Regions from separate parts of the Sus scrofa genome. Here regions 1, 2, 4 and 5 are each linked to region 3. The links are chromatin contacts, called in public Hi-C and HiChIP or PLAC-seq maps. All regions are on one chromosome and are shown on one strand. Each heading gives the region's core, a stretch centred on a gene start, on an enhancer-like site or on the middle of the called end of the contact. The rest is flanking DNA. Distances are from core to core; before and after follow the strand shown. Region 1 holds the start of HRC (sarcoplasmic reticulum histidine-rich calcium-binding protein). Region 2 holds the start of LIN7B (lin-7 homolog B, crumbs cell polarity complex component). Region 3 holds the start of HSD17B14 (17-beta-hydroxysteroid dehydrogenase 14). Region 4 holds the start of CA11 (carbonic anhydrase 11). Region 5 holds the start of KCNA7 (potassium voltage-gated channel subfamily A member 7).

Evidence for each region. A called contact is a pair of places that touch in the nucleus more often than the background predicts. HiChIP or PLAC-seq counts read pairs in DNA pulled down with a chosen protein or histone mark.
Region 1: a contact with region 3 is called in an H3K27ac HiChIP or PLAC-seq map of alveolar macrophages. The contact joins the promoter of HRC here to the promoter of HSD17B14 in region 3. A contact is called at or near these places in 2 of 47 Hi-C or Micro-C datasets (heart right ventricle and liver) and 2 of 2 datasets of contacts at active chromatin or transcription factors (alveolar macrophages and skeletal muscle).
Region 2: a contact with region 3 is called in a Hi-C map of liver, with 2.9 times the contacts expected there. The contact joins the promoter of LIN7B here to the promoter of HSD17B14 in region 3. A contact is called at or near these places in 2 of 47 Hi-C or Micro-C datasets (liver and skeletal muscle) and 1 of 2 datasets of contacts at active chromatin or transcription factors (alveolar macrophages).
Region 4: a contact with region 3 is called in a Hi-C map of embryonic fibroblasts, with 4 times the contacts expected there. The contact joins the promoter of CA11 here to the promoter of HSD17B14 in region 3. A contact is called at or near these places in 4 of 47 Hi-C or Micro-C datasets (embryonic fibroblasts, heart right ventricle, liver and 1 more) and 1 of 2 datasets of contacts at active chromatin or transcription factors (alveolar macrophages).
Region 5: a contact with region 3 is called in an H3K27ac HiChIP or PLAC-seq map of alveolar macrophages. The contact joins the promoter of KCNA7 here to the promoter of HSD17B14 in region 3. A contact is called at or near these places in 3 of 5 promoter capture datasets (fetal liver, liver and skeletal muscle), 12 of 47 Hi-C or Micro-C datasets (blood, embryonic fibroblasts, epiblast stem cells and 6 more) and 2 of 2 datasets of contacts at active chromatin or transcription factors (alveolar macrophages and skeletal muscle).

What each region holds. Positions count from the first base shown.
Region 1 is chr6:54,340,287-54,342,986 of Sscrofa11.1, forward strand. HRC (sarcoplasmic reticulum histidine-rich calcium-binding protein) reads right to left here and starts at 1,352. Exons shown (of 6, transcript XM_003127287.5): 1 at 1-1,352. The coding sequence starts at 1,141. It overlaps TRPM4 (transient receptor potential cation channel subfamily M member 4), which reads left to right and starts at 2,488. Exons shown (of 24, transcript XM_021094712.1): 1 at 2,488-2,622. The coding sequence starts at 2,599.
Region 2 is chr6:54,308,118-54,310,818 of Sscrofa11.1, forward strand. LIN7B (lin-7 homolog B, crumbs cell polarity complex component) reads left to right here and starts at 1,435. Exons shown (of 6, transcript NM_001244232.1): 1 at 1,435-1,507; 2 at 1,937-2,055; 3 at 2,337-2,408. The coding sequence starts at 1,471.
Region 3 is chr6:54,142,798-54,145,497 of Sscrofa11.1, forward strand. HSD17B14 (17-beta-hydroxysteroid dehydrogenase 14) reads right to left here and starts at 1,346. Exons shown (of 10, transcript XM_021094705.1): 1 at 1,174-1,346; 2 at 648-813; 3 at 86-124. The coding sequence starts at 735. It overlaps PLEKHA4 (pleckstrin homology domain-containing family A member 4), which reads right to left. Exons shown (of 21, transcript XM_013998606.2): 18 at 2,531-2,549; 19 at 2,492-2,528; 20 at 1,986-2,098; 21 at 1,219-1,676. The coding sequence ends at 1,414.
Region 4 is chr6:53,997,281-54,000,088 of Sscrofa11.1, forward strand. It overlaps CA11 (carbonic anhydrase 11), which reads right to left and starts at 1,364. Exons shown (of 9, transcript NM_001004038.1): 1 at 1,275-1,364; 2 at 1,110-1,184; 3 at 247-389. The coding sequence starts at 1,341. The region is part of intron 2 of LOC110261016 (a long non-coding RNA gene); the gene reads left to right.
Region 5 is chr6:54,282,497-54,285,196 of Sscrofa11.1, forward strand. KCNA7 (potassium voltage-gated channel subfamily A member 7) reads right to left here and starts at 1,395. Exons shown (of 3, transcript XM_005664712.2): 1 at 1-1,395. It also overlaps a transcript of NTF4 not described here.

The sequences.
Region 1 (2,700 bases), core at 102-2,601, 200 kb after region 3:
GGCTGGCAGGCTGGTGGCCAAGCTTGGTGGAGATGTCCTCATCTTCCTCCTTGAGGACCCCGGGGTGGTGACGACCAGGGCTCTCTCTCGTATATTCGTCTGGGAAGTCCTCCTCCTCCTCAGTGCTCTTGTGGCCTTGGGCTTGGGGGCTTGCAGCATGGTGGCTGAACTTGACCGTGATCTCCTCCTCTCCTTCCTCCTCCTCATCTCCAAGGCCATGGTGGGTATGTCTGGGAACCTGGTGCCAGTGTTCAGTGGATACGACCTCATCCTCATCTTCCTCATTTCTGTGGCCTGGGTGTCCGTGGCCAGGGACATGATGGTGGTGCGAGTCTGAGACGTCTCCATCCTCTTCCTTCTCGTGGCCTTGATGCCCGTGCGTCTGATATTTGTACTCAGCGGAGTCACCGTCATTGTCGTCATCTTCTTCTTCTTCATGGCCTCGGTGTCTGTGGCTGGGGCCGTGATGGTGACGTCCAGCTGAGACGTCTTCGTCCTCTTCCATCCCGTGGTCTCGGTGCCCGTGGGCCTGGTGTCCATACTCGGTGGAGATGCCGCCTTCCTCCTCCTCTTCCTCCTCCTCTTCTCCATGGCCTCGGCGTACATGCCTGATGATATGATGGTGTCGCTCGCTGGACACAATTTCATCCTCATCCTCGTCTTGGTGGCCGTGGCTCCCATGGCTGGGGAAGTGGTGCCTGGGCTCAGCTGAATCATCCATGTCTTTGCTCCCACGGCCTCTGTGCCCACCCGCCTGCGGAGCATGCGCTGTGGTTCCCTCCTCCTCAGAGATGTTCTCATCTCCCACCTCGTGGCCTTGGTACCTGTGGCCTTGGCGGGGATGGGCTGCTTTGGAGACATCTTCTTCCTCTTCTCCGTGGTCTCCAGAGGCCCAGAAATGATGCCCACTCTCCGTGGAGACATCGCTGTTCTCATCCCCATGGCTTCTATGGCTATGCCCGGAGTGACCGAACTTGCCTGATGCGTCCTCTGTGGGCCCGGGGATGCCTGCGTTGTTGTTCAAGTTGCTGGGGCCCAGCCCAGCCCCTCTCAGCTGCTGGGTCATAGCAGGGGGGAGGAGCAGGCTGGCCACAGCAGCCCAGAGGAGAGACGCCTGCAACCATGGCCCAGGGTGGCCCATGGGGACAGACCAGCAGCAGAGCTTCTCCCTGGGCTGGCTCCCGCTGTGGCTGAGGCTATGTCGATGAATACTGGGGTCCCTGTCCCTTTGGGGTCCTTCTCTTTCTTTCTCCCTGTGTCTTTCCTTTGCTGTGTCTCTCTCTGTCTCTGCCCTCTGGCCCTCACTGCCAGGCTCCAGACACCCCTCTGAGACAATCTCCAGAACCCCCTGACCCCCTCCGCCCCTCCCTCCCGCTCCCCAGCCAATAGGGTCTCTCCCCTCCCCTCTCTGTGGCTAAATTTACTTTCGGCCCGGAGTTATTCTGGGTTAGGCCCGGCCTGCCCCTCCCCTCCGGCTCTTTCTCCTCTCAGCTGGGGAGGGGGTGAGAGAAGGGGTCTCTCTTTGGCCAGGAGAGGGGGCCAAGGGACTTGATTTTGAATGCCGACAAGTTCCGGTTTGGCAGCTGCAAAAATGGTGTCAAATTTTCAGTGGGCCAATTTGGGGGGAGCCCGGGCCATGGGAGGAGGGGAGCGGGAAGGGTGTATTTGAGGGGAGAGACCCCTGCCAAGGAAGGATTGGGGGTTAGATTATGGGGAGTTTCCGGCCAGAACGGGCGACTTTGCTGAGATGGTGGATGCCCACAGGGAAGCCCTGGACAGGGGTGAGAGGAATTGTGCTCCAGCGTGCGTACCCATGACCTCCTGTCCCTGGAACTCAGATCTGGGGGCAGGGGATGGGGCCAGGCCAGGGCTATAAATACAGCAGGGGGTGTGTGTGTGCAGGGGGCTCAGGTTACTCAGGAGGCTGCAGCTGTCCCTGTCCCTGGAGAGCTAGCAGGAGACATGGGGGCCCTGCCTGTGTATCAGTACCTCCCCCTCATCCTATCACTGCTGTCCTCACCCCTCGCTCTTTGGGTTCCCAGCCTTCTCTGTGGGTTCCCTTCTCTCAGTTCTTGTTTCTTCACCCGCTCTCTTGGAGTCCCTGTCCCCCTCCCCAGGATTCTGTCCCCTTCTCACTCTCAGGCTTCTGTCTCTCCCTCTCAGTCTGAGTGTCTCCGCCGCGCCCCCACCCCGCCCCCGCCAACTTCCTTCCAAGCACCCCCCCCTCGCTTTGGGTCGATGTAGCCCCTCGCCAATCTCTGTCCCCCCTTTCTGATTCCCTGTCCCAACCTAAGGCTTCGTGTCCCCATCCCATCCCCTTTTTGTGTGCCCTCTCCCTCATCACTGGCATTTCCTCTCTGAGTCCCTGTCCCCCACCCCGGGTCCCCGGCCCCCTCTCCCCGGGTCTCGCCTGCCGGTCCCTCAGACCCTTTGCCCCGCCTCCCGCTCTGCGCGTCTCCGAGATTCCCCGCCCCCTAGACCTGGCCCCGCCCAGGCTGGGCTGGGACGTAGTGGATCCGGTTTGTCCCGGGCGCGTCTAGAGCCCGGGTTGGTTGAGGGAATGCAGGGAGTCGGATAGTTTGCAGAGGCTGCAGCAGCATGGTGGGTGCGGAGAAGGAGCAGGTACAGCGGCCGGACCCCGGGTCTGAGGGAACAGGGAGCTGGGGGCCGGGACCCCTGGTTCCCGGAGAGGAGGGCGCT
Region 2 (2,701 bases), core at 185-2,684, 170 kb after region 3:
CAACACGGGATCCTTAACCCACTGATCGAGGCCAGGGATCAAACCAGCAACCTCATGGTTCCTAGTCAGATTCGTTAACCACTGAGCCACAACAGGAACTCCCCTTCCTGACCTTTAATGCTAGTTTTGAAGACTCAGTCCTAGGTCCTCTCTGGTCTGTATTCTCTCGCCTCCAGCATTTAGGGTTTTATTTACCATCTTTGTGCAAATTCTCAAAACTGCTTGCAGGTCTTGGTACTGCACCAGCTCTTCAAAGACGAAATATCGACTCTCCCTCTAGTAGCATAGATCATGTTAGCAAAAGGCCCCACAAGCATCTATACCCCCTTCTCCTCCACCTCCCGGTCCTCGGATACAGTCAATCAGCAAGACACATATTTCCAAATCTGTCCACTTTTCCTCCGCGCCTCTGCCCTGGTCCAAGCCATCACAGAGTTCCTGCAAGAGCCTTCCTGATCAACCCCCCTGCTTCCACTCTCGTTCCCATCCAATCCAGGCTCCACACAGTGTCCACAGTGATCTTAAAATATATGTTTCAATGTCGCGTTTTACTCTTAGGGGTTACCATGAAGTCCAAAGTCCTCAGCAGGAGCATGCCAGCATACAAGGCTGTGTGCATCAACCGCATCCTGCCGACCTGTTCACCTTCCTCATAAACAGCTCCAGTTCATGGAGTTCCCCTGGTGGTGCAGCGGAAACGAATCCGACTAGGAACCATTGGGGTTGCGGGTTCCATCCCTGGCCTTGATCAGTGGGTTAAGGATCTGGCGGTGCTGTGAGCTGTGGTGTAGGTCGCAGACCAGGCTCGGATCTGGCGTGGCTGTGGCGTAGGCTGGCAGCAACAGCTCAGATTGGACCCCTAGCCTGGAAACCTCCATATGCCGCCGGTGTGGCCCTAAAGACAAAAAAGACAGAACAGAAAACCAGAAAACTCCAATTCTTACTCTGCTATCCAACCATGTGGGCTCTTTCGGTCTAGAAAGTGACTCACGAGCCACCTCTGGAGCTCTCCTCCAAGGACTCTATGTCAATGTCCCTCCTGGATCCCAATTCTGATCACGGTCGTAGTTTAGTGTCTACCCGCCCCCCACCCCCCGACTAAGCTCCAGGACGGCAGTGGACTTGTGTACCCTGCTCATCACCACGCCGGTCATCTTGGGCCGAGATGTTTAACAAGTTGTCTAATAAATCTGGGAGAAAGGGATAGACAGGGGACAGACAGGTGTGGCGGGCAGCTCAGATAGACTGAGATGAAAGGTGGTGCAGACGCTGCAATGGACGGTCACAAACTCAGCGGACCGATGGAGTTTGAGGGCAGGGGAGCGAGCCCCGAGCGGAGGCCGGTAGGGCGGTGCGCACGCCAGGCCGCGCCTCTGCAGGTGGCGCTCGTCGCCGGGGCGTGGCCTCGCGCAGCCCCGCCTTCCTCGCCGGCGACCCGGCAGGCGGGTGCCTCGCAGCGGCGGCGCAGACATGGCTGCGCTGGTGGAGCCGCTGGGGCTGGAGCGGGGTAAGCGCGCCAGGCGGCCCTGCCCACCCGGCCGCGGCCTGCGTCCGGGACCCGGGCCCCGGACTCCGGGCCCCGCCCCTCCCCCGGCGGGGCCCAGGCGGGTGGGCGGGCCCGGCGGGGGTGGGCGGGGCGGGTCGCAGCAAGTCAGGCTGTCGATGGGCGTGGGAGGGTCGGCGGGCCCGCTGGACGGCGAGGGGGAGCCCGCCGCCCACCTCCGGCCGTGTGTGCCTGGGGATCCTGGGGACGCAGGGTGACTGGTGGCAGTCTCTCCACTGCCGCCGGCAGCTCTGCGGCTGTCCGACTGGGACTTGGCTGTCTTGCCCCGGGTCTGCGCTCGCCCTTCCTCGGTCTCCGGCCGCATATCTCCGGGCTTCGCTGCGTCTTCCAGTCTCTGACTCTGTGTCTGTGCGCCCCGCCCCCGCCCCGCAGACGTGTCCCGGGCGGTGGAGCTCCTCGAGCGGCTCCAGCGCAGCGGGGAGCTGCCCCCGCAGAAGCTGCAGGCCCTCCAGCGAGTCCTGCAGAGCCGCTTCTGCTCTGCCATCCGGGAGGTGAGAGCAACGCAGCGCCAGGGCCCGAGCGGGCGGGCGGCCGTCGTCCTCCTCTGGGTCGCCCCGAGCCTGGGGACTACGCCTCCCAGCAGCGACCGGGGCGGCCTTCCTTTGGGGCGCCCGCGCTTCAGCTCAGGTGTCCATTGGGAATTGTGGTTCCCGCGGCCTCCGGGCTGCAGGGGCGGGGCGGATCTGCGGGTGGGAGGGTCTGCAGGCCCGGACTTCTGGGTTGAAGGCAGGCGGGGGCTGGCGGCTCCTCGACGCTTTTGCGTCCTCACCAGGTCTATGAGCAGCTCTATGACACGCTGGACATCACCGGCAGTGCTGAGGTCCGGGCCCACGCCACGGCCAAGGTAGGCGCCCCTCGCCCCACTGCGCCTGGCATCCTCCGAATGGGATGGGCTGGCTCAGCGTCCTCCCCACGTCGGTCAGCCGTGTTTCAGGCTTCTGCCGTGTCTGTGTACCTGCCTTACTTAAGTATAAGGCATTTTACATACGCGCCCATCTTTCGCTTAAATGTCATATAAAGGCGTCTTTTGCCACTAGAAATAGAAACTAGTACCAAATGCCTGACGGGAAGCTGACCTTCGACAGTGAAATAGCGTTAAACCCCGAAATCTTACTAAACCCCAGTTAGATGCTGTTC
Region 3 (2,700 bases), core at 96-2,595:
TGAGGGAGGAGGGTGCTGGGGCCTGTATTCTTCTTGAATCTAAGGGAGGAGGCAGTGGGCTGAGGACTGGGGGACCCTCACTCACCGTCTTTGTCACAGATCACCACCTGGGCGCCACTTTCCACTGCGAATAGACAGGGAATAGGTTAGCCCTGCAGAGACCTTGGTGAAGATCTCTGCTGCCCTCTGTGGCCACCCGGAACAGGGCCGTTCCCCCCCCACCACCGCCCCAGCTCTGTTCCCCTCGTGACCCCAAAGTCTCATGATGATCCCGTAGGGCAAAAGGCAGAAGCCTAGCCTTCTCCTTGGCTATTCCAGGTGACTTCTGGGGCTCCTGAGTCTCCATCCCTGGGTTCTAGAGTAAACCCTAAACCTCCAAAAGACATATTCCTTCAACCACCACCCCCGGCCCCCCATTCTGTAGCAATAGCTGAGACCCAGAGAAAGGGAGTCAATGGCATTTGAAAATCCGCCGCAATCTCAGGCCCCAGGCCACCTCTGCCTTCCCTTCGTTAACTTTGCAAATTGGATTTTACGAGACAAGAATCTAGATTCCAGTACAGAAGATACTTCGTCCCACACCCATTAGCCCCCGGGTCCCTCCGCTCCCAGACTCCACTGTTCAGAGCCGACCAGACCCCACTCACCGAAGGCTCGGACGATCCCAGCTCCGATGCCGCGCCCGCCCCCCGTCACGATTACCACCTTCCCGGCATAGCGCGTTCCCGTTGCCATCCCGCGTCAGAAGGTCTCCTTCGGCCACTCACTCACACTCACTCGAGGCTTCTATCCCCCTCTGAAGTCCGGTGAGGTCTTGGGGTCGAACCATAAATAGGGGCTGGATCCTGAAGCCCGGCCCCGGGGGCGTTGCCAGGAAAGCCAGAAGCCTGGAACTTGGCCCCAGCCCCCTCCTCCCTCAGACCCAGGAGGCCGGTCCCCCAACCCTCAAACTCGGGATTCCTGGAGTCCGGCCCCCTCTGCCGGACCTTGGACTCCAAAGTCCAGGTCCCGGGTCCTCTCTTCCTTCAGACCCAGGAATCCAGGTCGCCGGCCCCCTCCTCCCTCAGACTCAGTAATCCAGACCTCGAGCTCCCCCCGTTCCTCTGACACACAAAGCTGAGTCCGCTGTCCCCTCCTCCCGCGGGACCCAGGAGTTCACCACTCCAGCTCTACCTCTTCGAGACACCGGTGTCACAACTCCAAACAGACAGAAAGTTATCGACTAAGAGTTCAATGTTTTAATCCAAATTTGGACAAGTATTGGGAAAATCAAACTTTGGCCAAAGTAGCCACTCCTCGGCCACCGGGAGGGGACCAGATCACGCCCTCAGGTGAGGGAAGAGGCTCCATCTGTCCCGGAAGTACCTCCGGGACACGCCCTCCAGCTCTGATTGGCTGCCCTGCTTGGGCGGGTCAGAAGCTGGACTGTAGCAGCGTGACTCTCAGAGGCCACGCCTCCTCGTCTGGGGTTAGCGCGGGAGGGGCGGTCCCGGAATCCCAGGTCGGCTCCCAAGAGGCCGGGCCTGCGTCGCGCCCAGTCCCTCGGTGGGAGAACCCCGTGGAGTGGGAACTGGCCACTGGAGGAGATCTTGGGGGCGAGGACACGCAGGGCGTGGGATCTGACGGAGGTGGCGACGCAGGGGGAAGAGGGTCTCCTCGAGAGTCCAAACTGCCACCTGGAGAGGACGGACGGAGAACGAGAATGGCAAACTTTGGGACCCAGAAGTCCCGACACCCAGGACTTTCCTCTCAAACCTAGGAGTCCAGGCTCCCCGTCCTCTCCTCCCCAGACACGGCAGTCCTGGGATCCAGTCCCCTCCTACTGGGGTCTGGAACCCCCAAGCCCTGTCCAGCTCTTTCTTTACCAAGGCAGAGGGTTTCTGGCGGTCGTCGGACCCCCCTCCCCACCAGGACCTAGGATTCCGGGCCTCCAGACTCCCTCTTCCCTAACACCCAGGAGCCCAAGGTCCCCAGCCCATTCTCACCTGTCATCATTCGGTGCCACTGTGACGCCTCAGCAGCCAAGGCTTGAGAGAGGCTGAGAACTCGCTCCCGGTGACCCTCAGATGTTGGTAAATAAGGGGTCGTGTTCCTCGGACTAGAAAAAAGAAGATGCAGGGGTGGCCTTGAATAATTTGCCTGTAAGGTGAGGACCACGGTGCAGAGCGTGTCCTTCTGGGAGTTGTAGTCCCTAGCATATGGCTCTAAAGGATTTTGAACAGGGCGAGACCCTCTTTTTAAGTCTGCGTGCATTATGGGATCTGTAGTCCAATTGCCCGAAAACTTCCCGACAGAGGAGCAGAGTTTGACAGCAACGGTGGAACCGCTGTGAACTAGGGCTTTCTCATTCCCCAGGAATTCAAGCGTCTCTGAAATGTTCTGCCATCCATACCCTGGTACTCAAGAGTACTCAGGAGACATTAATACTTAATGCTACTCCTCACCCTTTTGTTGACTTTCTTGCTTCTAGTTTGGATCTCCAATTCCTTACCTGCTCCAGGACCCAGAGCTTCTGAGCCATTTCTGGCTCCTGAGTGTCCCAGGGCAGGCTGCAAAGGAATTGGAGCATTAGAATTCCTCCCCCAGGAAGCCCTCACGTCCTCATTTTGAGGATGAAGTGAAGGAGCTTAGCGAAGAGAGAAAATTGCCCCCCCCCAAACATGGCAAATGTCTTTTTTTTTTTTTTTTTGTCTTTTTTGT
Region 4 (2,808 bases), core at 114-2,613, 150 kb before region 3:
ATCAGGTTCGAAAACAGTGCCTGGCACGGGAGATGGTCTGTCTTACCATTGCTTCCAAGAGATGGAAAGACTAGGAGGCCATGTTTGGAGAGGGAAGAATCAGGGATCCATTTAAGGGTGGACAGCGCCTCCTCTCTGCTCAGTGTAGGGCTCCTTCCCCCAGGCTAGCCTCCCAGCTCATGCCCCACCCCCGACCCCAACTCAAGCCCAGTGGGGTTTGGTAACCCCTCCCAACAGGCCACTTACCTTCTCTCCCCCAGTGCTGAGTCTCAGTGGGGGCAGAAAGGGGTCGTAAAGGACCCTCTTCAGCTCCACATCCACAGGGCTCTGCCGCTTCCCCACAGCACACAGACTCCAGGCTGCGTTCACCAGGCCCCAGAAGGGAGGCCCTGGGAGCAGAGGTGGGGCAGGGAGGAAAGGGAGTCAGAAGTAGGGACTAGATCTCAGTGCTGGGATCTGCTGGGAAGGCTGTGGTTTCCTGACTTTGAGGGAGGAGGTGGCTGAAATGCAGAGTCCTGGGTCCTAGAAGACTCTTAGAGGAGTTTCCTATACCGCCCCCCTACCCCCAACACCTCCAAGCCTCTCTTTGATCAAACCTATCATCAATGGTCTTTGGGGAAGAAACTACAACTCCCAGCAGTCTGTGAGGTGGCCAGCCTACCCATCCCCTGCCTGCTTGCCCCAGAGCCCATGGGAGTTGTAGTTCTTCAGTCTCCCTTATCCCACAGCTGGTTGATGAATGTACTGGGGAGAAGGAGTTGCAAGAGAGGGCTGGACCAGGTGGAGAACCGGGCCCCGAACCTCTGGTTCTCAGTACGAGCCAGGACCTACCTGGTCTTTCCCAGCAAGCACACACACACTCTTCCACCCCCACACTCCCTTGCCTTCCACTCACTCCCACTCCCGACTCGAAATGCGCATGTATAATGTCCCATGCTGAGCCACCCGGGGTCAGAGGCTGGGCCTCCGGAGGGAGGAAGGAAGGGGCTAGGACTCCTGGGTCCTGGGGATGGGGGGGGGGGCGGGGGGGGGCAGGGGAGGAGCGGACTCCGGGGTCTCAGGAGGAAAGCCTGGCTGCCCAGACGCCTGGGTCCCCGCCCTGGCTGCACCTGGCACGAAGTTTCCCTGGAGATTATCCTTGTAGCTCCACCAGTCCTCTGGGTCAGGTGCGGGTCCGATGTGAGCTGGGGAGACAGCGGCTTGAAACCCTCTCCTGGACACCCCACCCCCACCCCTCCCTGAGGGGCTCCTGCCCCGACCCCCCCAGGCCTTACCTGCCGCCCCCAGTACTGCCCAGAGTACCAGCGCTCGAGGGGCGCTCAGACGAGCTGCACCCCCCATCCCGGGGAAGCCTCGGGGCGACCCCTATCCCAATGCCCTGACCCCCAACCCCCCAGCTCCTTCCCTTCTCTGTGGAACCCCGACCCCCCAAGGACTTGCAGCCTTCCTCTCCTCCACACGGGGAGCCCCAGTTCCCAATTTCTGAGGCAGCCGGGGACTGAGACCCCCCTACCCCACCCACTCCCCTGCTCCTTCTCGGCGTGTCTCCTTCCTCGCCTCTCTCCCCAAGCCCTCGAGTCTCCCTCTGTCTCCCGGTCTTCCTACTCCTCTCCTCTGCCTTCTGCTTTTCCCTCGGGTTACCCCTGGGCTTCTAACCCACACCCCCCTCTTCGCTCTCTTTTCATTAAGCTCTCCCCAGCCTCCTAACTCCATGTCTCCATCCTGCTTCTCTCACCTCCTCCTCCTCCCTCTCTCCCTCCTCTGCTCCTGCCTCTTCCTTCTCCCCTTCTTCTCCTCCTCACTCTCTCCCTCTCGGCCTCCCGCTGCCCCCTCTCTCTCTCCCCCCACCTCCTCCTCTCCTGCCTCTTCTGTTTCTCTGTCTCGCTCTTCTCCCTCCCCCCCTTCTCTCTCTTGCTGTTATTTAATTTTTCTGTTGGGGGGGGCTCTCACAGCAGCGAGCACCCCTCCCTGGGCTGGTGTGTGTGGGTGGTGGTGGAGGGAGTACTCCCAGGGGCAGGATAGAGAGGTTGTTGGGGGGGGGGACTCGTCCCCAGCTCCCAGCCGCGCTGGGGCCACGGGGGCGGGGGTGGCCCGGACACCTGGGGCCCAAGAGCTGGCAGTTTCCATCCTCCGCAGAAGGGGGAAGGGGGGGGCCCTTAAGGTGGAGCTGGGAGAGTCCTCGGGTGTCTCCACGCTCAGGGCCACTGGCCCTGAAGGATCCGGGATCCCCCAGCTCGCAGGGACCCAGGTGCGAGCCTGCACAGCGCCTGCAGCCCCCCGCCGGATGCATCACCCAAGCCTCCACCAGGGGCTCCCTTAACCCGGCTAGGGGATCCCCTGGGAGACCGGAGTGCGGTGTGGGCCGCTGACCAGGAGGGGGAGGCAGAGACTTGGAGAGAGAGTGGGGGAGCGGGAGGAGGCAGGAGGAGGAGCCGGGGAGGCTGAGGCAAGAGAGCAGAGGTGAGGTCAGGGAGCTGCGGAGGCTTGAGGAGGAAGAGGAGCCTGAGATGGGGAGATTTGGCAGGAGACGCAGGGTAGAAAATAAACAGGCAGGGAGGTGGGGGCAGCCGCGGGAGACCAGAGAGAGGGGGAAAGAGAGAGAGAGAAAGAGAGAGAGAGACCTGGGACATACAGTGAATGCAAGAGATGCAGAAACTGATAAGATACACAGAGACAGAGACCCCCAGAATGACAGGGGGGAAAAAAATACAGAATGAGACAGATAACAGGTGGAGGCAGAGAAAGATACAGACACACACACTTAGAGATAGAAGCAGAGAGATGCACACTGCAGGTTAGAGATGGAAG
Region 5 (2,700 bases), core at 145-2,644, 140 kb after region 3:
TTGCAGTCACAAATTCCCACCTCCTTCTCTTGTTTGTCTCTGCATCTGGCTTTATCTTCGTTTTGTGTCGTTCTGTATCTCTGATCTCAGAAATCTATCTCTATCTCTATGGGTCATGGAGCAGAATTTTGCCGTTGTAGGGTCATCTATGTCTGGTGATTTCTCTAGTCTTAGTCTTTCCAGATCTTCGTCTTCGTTTTAATTCTTGTCTGTCTGTCTCTGTTTATCTCTCGTCTCCCTTGGTCTCTGTCTCTCCCCTCTGACTGGGACTCTTCTCTCATTATGTCTTAGCTCTCTGTCTCTGCCCCTGGATTTTCGGGGCTCCCCTTTGTGTCTTTCTCTTTCTCTGTATTTCTCTGTCGGCAGGCTTCTGGATGACTTGGGGTCTTGGAGTCGTATCTCTGAATCTTTCTCTGACTGGCACTCTAGGTTGGCTCTGCCGCTGTCCTGGTGGTTGCCCTAACCTGGGGACGCTCCAGCAGCTGCAAACCATGAGCATGTTCCCCCCCCCCCCGCTGCGCGTCTCCCCTCCCTACACACACACCCGGTCCCTTCGCTGTGGTCTCCCCCCAGGGTCTCCACTTAGATACGCTGCCAGATTTTCTGAGAACTAGCAAGGCCTGAGCTGTAGCCCTGAATAGTGCAAAAGGAGGCTGGGCCTGCCAGGAACAGGAAAGGGGTGGGCTCGGGAGAGGCCGCAGGGTCACTCGAAGGGACCTAAGGACAGACAGACGATGGCCTTCCAGCCACCAGTGTCCTATGACACTGCGTAAAAATAGATCCATCGGATGCGCTTTGGGGGAAGTGATGGGGCTTGGTCACTGGGACTCCTGGAAATGAGGCCCCGCGCGCCCTCTGCTGGAGGGAGTAGAGAGAGACACTAAAGGTTTCAACTCCCTAGGAATTCTGGCACTTTTTCTTCCGGTCTACAGTCTGAGATGCAATGTAATCATCCATACAGATTTTGGTGTCCCCGTCTCTGTGTTTGTGTCCCTCTCTTTCATGGTCTTTGGCCCTCCCTGTGTCTGGGCCTCTGGCCCCACATCTCTCTGGTTTTTTTCTTTCCCCTTCTCTCTGGCCCCTGTGTCCTTTCTTCTCCCTCTTCTCCCCATTCTCAGAGCCCACAGAGGCCCCTCTTTGTGGGTTTCTGAACTCCCGGTGTGAAGTGATCCCTCCTCCTCCTCCTCCTCCCAGCAGCCCTATCTCTTACACCCTCTGAGCCTCAAGATGGGTGCTCCTCCTTGCCCCTTCCAGGCAGTTCTTCCTCCCTCAGCTCCTTTGAAGCTCAAGCTTATCCATGAACACCTGTTCCCAGCCTTCCTTAAAAACGCACACCTGGAGTTCCTTGGTGGCTCAGCAAGTTAAGGATCTGGTGTGGTCACTGCTGCAGCTCAGGTTGCTGCTATGACTTGGGTTCAGTGATCTTTGGCCTGGAACTTCCACGTGCCACAGGCCTGCCCCCCCCCCATCATTCTTTTCCCTTCTGGCCACTCCCACTCTTTCATGGAAGATTTTCTTTCTTTTTTTTTTTTAGGGCCGCACCTGCGGCATATGGAAGTTCCCAGGCTAGGAGTCGAATTGGACCTGTGGCTGCTGGCCTATACGCCACGCCTCAGCAACATGGGATCCAAGCCGCATCTGCGACCTACACTACTGATCATGGCAACACTGGATCCTTAACCCATGGAGCTATGACAGGAACTCCCAACACTTTTTTTTTTTTTTTAAAGACTGCACCTGCACCATATGGGAGATTCCAGGCTAAGAGTTGAATTGGAGCTACAGCTGCTAGCCTATGCCACAGCCACAGCCATGTGGGATCCCATCAGTGGATCTGAGACCTAGGCAGCAGCTCGTGGCAATGCCGACTCCTTAACCCACTGAGGGAGGCCAGGAATCGAACCCACATCCTCATGGATGCTAGTCGGGTTCTTAACCTGCTGAGCCCAAACGGGAACTCCCAGATCACATTGTCTCTATCCATGCATCTGTTGATGGCAGCTTAGGTTGCTTCCATATCTTGATACTGTCTCCTCCTTGAAGCACTTGCCTTCTTGGCTTCCTGGTTTCCCCCCTACATTTGCCATCATGCCTACTCTGTCTCCTCTGCAGTCTTCCTGCTTTATCTGGATTCTGATGGGTCTCAGGACTTGGTCCTTAGACTTCTTTTTTTTTTTTTTTTTTAATTTTGATGTTTCTTCTTAATGCCTTTTTTTTTTTTTTTAATTTTGCTTAGACTTCTTCCCTTCTCCATCTTCTCTCCTCTCTTAGCTGAGCTCATCCAGTTACATGGCTTCAAATACCATCTCTCTTCCAGTGACTCCCAAATGTAGGTCTCCAGTCGCAAGCTCTTCCATGATTGCTGTATCTTCCAACTTTCAACTCCACAGCTCCATCTGAGTGGCAAACAGACACCTCCGGTTTGGGGGGTTTTTGTCTTTTTAGGGCAGTGCCTGTGGCATATGGAGGTTCCCAGGCTAGGGGTCCAATCAGAGCTGCAGCTGCAGCTGCCATCCCATGACACAACAACAACCTAAGCTCCCTAGCAATGCAGGATCCAAGCTGTGTCTGTGACCTACACCACAGCTCACAGCAATACCGGATCCTTAACCCACTGAGCGAGGCCAGGGATTGAACCCACATCCTCATGGATACTAGGCAGGTTCATTACCACTGAGCCATGACGGGAACTCCCAAACA